Linked DNA regions of Anser cygnoides: region 2 is linked to region 1. Evidence: chromatin contacts called from public Hi-C data. All regions are on one chromosome and are shown on one strand. The core of a region is the stretch at or near the end of the contact, and the rest is flanking DNA. Distances in the headings are between cores, read along the strand shown. Region 1 holds the start of GHR (growth hormone receptor). Region 2 holds the start of CCDC152 (coiled-coil domain containing 152).

Region 1 (2,700 bases), core at 44-2,543:
CTTACATGAGTGAACAGAGAGACAGCCTGAAGGGAGAGCTTGCCTGAGGACTGATCACTTATCATAGAATCATAAAGGTTGGAAAAGACCTCCAAGATCACCTGGTCCAACCATCCCCCTACCACCAAGGTCACCCACTAAACCATGTCCCTAGGTACCATGTCCAACCTTTCCTTAAGCACCCTCAGAGACCCCACCACTTCCCTGTGCAACCCGTTCCAATGCCTGACTGCTCTTTCTGAGAAGAAATGTCTCCTAATTTCCAACCTGAACCTCCTCTGGTGCAACTTGAGGCCATTCCCTCTAGTCCTATCACTAGTTATCTGCGAGAAGAGGCCGACCCCCAGCTCCCCACAGCTTCCTTTCAGGCAGTTGTAGAGAGCAACAAGGTCTCCCCTGAGCCTCCTCTTCTCCAGACTAAACAACCCCAGTTCCCTCAGCTGCTCCTCACAGGACTTGTGTTCCAGGCCTTTCACCAGCTTCGTAGCCCTTCTCTGGACACCCTCCAGGGCCTTGATGTCCTTCTTGTACTGAGGGACCCAAAATTGAACACAGCACTCGAGGTGCGGCCTCACCAGAGCAGAGTACAGGGGGACGATCACCTCCCTGGTCCTGCTGGCTGCACTATTCCTGATCCAAGCCAGGATGCTGTTGGCCTTTTTGGCCACCTGGGCACACTTCTTATTTGCAGGTCAGATTTTGAGACACACCAGCTCCCCAAAGCCAAGCAGTATCAGACACATGAGCACCAGTGCAAGAACAAGGGCAGTGCTGATTTGGGCAGCGTGGGCTGCCACGAACAGCACCACACCTGGCCCCTGTAACCCAACAACTTCCATGTGGAGACGCAAGCGTTCGTGGCCATCGCACCACAGCAGGGAACAAGGGCGAGCTACGATGTCCCTACAGCTCCCGTCCTGTGTCACGATGGGTGGAGGAAGGCACTGAGGCACCCCTCAGGGAGCACTGAGGGGTGCCTGAGGGGTTTGCCGCCTTCCCCAGCCCAAACCCGGGAGGCGGCCGGGTTCAGGTCGCGGGGCACCCTGAGGTGGCTGCGGTGGCTGTGGTGGCACCGGCGGCAGCAGTGGTGGTGGCGGTGGTGCCAGCGGTCCGGGCTCCCCTTCCACCCTCCCGCCGTGCCCTCCGTCAGGACGCGCTGCAGTGTGCCGCCTCCTCCCCTAGACGGAGCCGCACGGCCCCGCTCCTCGCCTCGCCTCGCCTCCCCTCACCGCCCCGGCGGCCATCGCCGCTGCCGGGGCCCCGCCGCCGGCCCCTCCCCGTGGCCATGCCCCCCTCGCCCGCCGCCGGCCCCGCTCCCTCGCCTCGTCCCCCCCGCGGCTGACGGCCGGCGGGCTGCCGCGGCCATGGCAGGGGGAAGACGAGGAGGAGGAGGAGGAGGAGGAGGAAGAGGAAGAAGCCGCTGAGGGCAGGCGCAGGGGGGGCAGCAAAGTGAGTCCCGGCCCGGCGGCGGTGAGGGGCGGCTCCGCTTTGCCCGCCCGCCCTCCGGGGAGGGGGGGGGGGGGGGAAGGACGAGGGCGGCGGCGCTCGGCGCGGCTGCGAGCGGCTCCGCTCCCTCCCCGCGAGTCGGCACCGGCCCGGCCGAGGCAGCGCCGTGCCCGCCGGCGCCGCCGTGCCCCGGTGGGGCCGATGGCGCCCGAGGCGGGGCGGGCGGCGGCGGCGGCGGCGGAGGGGCGAGTCGGGGGAAGTTTGTGAGCGGCCGGTGAGTAGCGGCCGGGCGGCGAGCGGGCAGGGGGCTGCCCCGGGGGGCTCCCCCGCCGCGGGGACGGAGCGGCGGGCAGCGCCTTTTTTCCTCCCCCCAAAAAAGACCGGCAGCGACCAAAGCCCAACTTTTTCCGCTCGGTTATGCATCTCGGTGTGTGTGGTCCTCGGGGAGAAAACCCGGGGGGGGGGGGGTGTTGATAAAAACAGGCGTAAACACGCGGCGCAGAAGGTGTTGGGGGAGAGTAGCCGATGTTGTCGGGTACAGCAGGAGCAAAGGTGAAGCAGCTCAAAAAACTGCCCCCCGAATCGCATCCCGTGCTATAAATCCTGTGAACCTTTAAGCGAGCGTTTGGGTAGGAAAAACTGAAATCGCTCCCCGGATAGATAGGTGCTTAAATGCAGAGGGCTCCCGGTGGTGGCACAGGCTGGGCTGCTCGCGCCAGTGCTGGAAGTGCAGTTGGGAAGGGATCAGTGTAAAGAGGTCTGGTAAGTTTTATTCCTTATGTATTTGAGAGCTGCTGTTTGCAATGCCGAGATTACAGAGGGCTGCAAGTGAGATGTCTTGTGGTTCCGAGCAATAAAAATGAGTATTGCTGAAAAGTTTCTCGGGCAGCTTGAAATGTTTAAGTAGGAATGCAGTGTCCTTCATCTCCACCGCATCTCAGTCTGGCAGCACTGGAGTTGCTGCTCGCTGTGTTAATTCAGGACGTTAGCGTGTTTTAATAATTATAAGGGATTTACAAACGAGGTGGTTTGCATGGCTTCTCCGAGGAGTCGTTTTGAAAATTGCCAGTAAGTGGTAGTGGTACTTTTATTAAATTCACGAAGACAACTGCTGAAACTTGCTCTAACGTACACAGAAGTCCCAGATACCTCACGGTTGGATATTCTGGAGCCAAATTCTCGCCGTATGGTCCAGCTTTGTTTCCGTTCCTGCGAGCCGTCTCGCTGTCTCCCGGTGCCGGTATGCTCACGCTG
Region 2 (2,700 bases), core at 67-2,566, 160 kb after region 1:
ACAGTTCTCCTTTCCATATCAATACTAGTCATCATGACACATCTAGAGTTCCAAGTCTAGGCTATGACCATGAGGGCACAGCACTTTACCCTTTTATATCTACCTCAGCCGCAGATCTTCTATGCAAAATTTGATTTTCATCACTTTGGCCGTTTCTATATCCCAGTGGACAGCAACCCTCAGACACTATGATCATGTTGTTGCCTACAAATAGTGCTTGTGACCATGACTGGTAGGTTGTTATTTCTCTAGACATGCTCAGACATAAAGGATCCTGCACGCTCCCAGAGCTTCTGATCTACACAGACAAGCAGTTCTGGTCTTGAGGACAGCATCAACAGGCACTGAAGATGTAATGTCTTTCTTCTCTGATACAAATAAAACCATACCACCTGAGAATTATTTAGCATTTCTGAGAGCAAGTCCACTTATTCTGGTATGCAAATGTATATCGGTACTTAATTTTATAGCGTGATGCTGAAAAAATCGAAGTCAATTAAATAAATTAACAATTACTTCTGCCTAAGTCCAAGCTTCTAAAACAATTCACCTTCAAGAAGCTTAAATCATAAAATAATCTTCTCCTTGAAGATATTCCAAACTGAACTTGATAAGTCATGAGCAACTCCGTCTGGCTTTGAAGCTGGCCCTGCTTGGAGAAGCGGTTTGAACCAGACAAGATCTAGAAGTCCCTTCCAAACTAAATTATTCTGTGAAGACAAATAGTCACCCAGCACTACTAACCCTGAAACCTAGTTGTGATCATTTTAATGACAAGATAGTTAATGTTTTCCTATGACATTTTCAGTAAAGGTCTCTAGCTATTGAGCCTGTTCTACAATTACAACATTTACTGATATGAGCCCCCCTGCTGAAGAGTTCCCACTGCCTCAGCAGAGTTTGTTTCCATGGTAAGGCAGGATACAAAGCAGAATATACAGATGCTCCTAGAGGAATTATAGAGATGTTGGTGTGTCTCAGTCATCAACTGAACATTAGCCTGGAAAATAAACATTTTGTACCTAATAAGGTGAGAAGAAGCTGGAGGGGGAGTTGTTTAGTTTTCCTGTGTAACTACAGGGCTTGGTTGCCTCTTGATTTCACAGGGATGGTCTTCAGTAACCCGGTGGGTTTCTTTCATTCCTATGTGTCTACTTTCAAACAAACAAACAAACAAACAAAAAACACTTGTCAGAATAGAAAACATGCTAGGACAGGGTAATCCTAACTGGATTTGTTATCAATTTCCATCAGAGAAGCAAACAAATAAATAAATAAATAAAAGAGTAACTTGCTCCGTCTCATTTGTAAGCAGATTCTTCAGTTTCCCAGCCTACCCAAAGCAGCAGTTCCATCCCTACGAGCACTGCAGCAGCACCTACACACCACGCCCCCAAATAGCAGCCTTCCTACAGAGCAGGTAATGTCCTGACTGCTGTAATGAGCTCCAGCCCGACCTCCACAGGCCCTGTGTCATGGTTCTCCACTAACATGGCTATCATGGAAACCTTACCCAGAAGCCCTTTGTGGTCATTTACCTCAGTGAAAGGAGTGATCCACACGGACAGTATCACTGCTTGGTAACCATAGCTACAGGCACAGTATAAATACTTAGAAACTGGAGATAATGGGAATCAATCGATCTCTCTGTCACTCACAGACCTGCTCCCATACGAAGTCTATTCACCTCTGTTCAAAGGAATATTCAGACATGAAATCCCCCCTCACCTAACATTAATGTTGATGTCAGGAGCCATTTGATGAGATAACTCATGCACTGCACAGGCAGCGAAATCAGGGCCTTGACAGGTGCTCTGCTGAGGTGTTCAAGTTCTGTTTATTTTGTGGGGGAAGCAGAGGGGCAGAGTCACTGCCCTTGGGGTGCTGTCATGGCAAAGGCACCCCCTTGCCCCACTCCCCCGGGCACATCAAGGCCGAGGGGGGTGGAAGCAACCCTGCTCCCAGAGCCGGCCTCCTGCCCCAGGGCCACAGGCCGCCATGCTCCTCACCTCAGCCCACTGAGGGAAAAGCTGCAGGCAGCCGTGAGGGGACGTGGGGCAAGGCAAGGCAGCGGGGGCTGGGGGAGAAGCTACCAGTGTCCTCTCTTGGTTATGACTTGAGTCCCCCCAAAGGACCTCACTCAGACTCGGGGCACAGGCTGCCAACCGGCTGTGGGGCTTCTGGGGGGACAGGCAGGGCCGGTGAGGCGCAGGGGCCCTTACCTCCACCTCGTGGTAAGGGCTCTGTGAAATCATTTGGGGCAGTGGGATTTGCTTCTGGGGGCTACCCGGGTGCCAGTCACTTTGGTCCGCCTACAGTGTTGTACGTGCCCAGAGGGTCCCCAAGGAGTGAGTAATAAAGCACGGGAATGTCGGGTGCCTACCCTAAAGAAGGGTGGGTAGAGGTCAGGAAAACGGTGAGGCGATCTACTGGGTAACTATCACATTCAGCTGAGGTGTGCTGTGAAAAAATCAGAGTTTCTCAGGGTTTTCCAGTTATAAATAGAGGTTTCACTGTTACACAAAACAAAAATGAAACCTCCGAAACCATCAGAAGCAATACTTAAAAAACAACGGTGAGAGATGAGGGGGTGGAGATTAAATATAGGTGTCGGTTTTATGACTGCTGAAAATACATGTTAATTCTTTAGTTCTCCACCTAGTAAAATAAAAATAGGGAATTCACCAAAGTGTCCTCGGA

Evidence for each region. A called contact is a pair of places that touch in the nucleus more often than the background predicts.
Region 2: a contact with region 1 is called in a Hi-C map of liver, with 2.3 times the contacts expected there. The contact joins the promoter of CCDC152 here to the promoter of GHR in region 1. A contact is called at or near these places in 3 of 7 Hi-C or Micro-C datasets (granulosa cells and liver).

What each region holds. Positions count from the first base shown.
Region 1 is chrZ:68,978,525-68,981,224 of Taihu_goose_T2T_genome, forward strand. GHR (growth hormone receptor) reads left to right here and starts at 1,294. Exons shown (of 10, transcript XM_066988782.1): 1 at 1,294-1,449.
Region 2 is chrZ:69,133,764-69,136,463 of Taihu_goose_T2T_genome, forward strand. CCDC152 (coiled-coil domain containing 152) reads left to right here and starts at 1,317. Exons shown (of 9, transcript XM_013181722.3): 1 at 1,317-1,420. It overlaps LOC106036356 (a long non-coding RNA gene), which reads right to left and starts at 1,265. Exons shown (of 3, transcript XR_001207250.3): 1 at 1,023-1,265.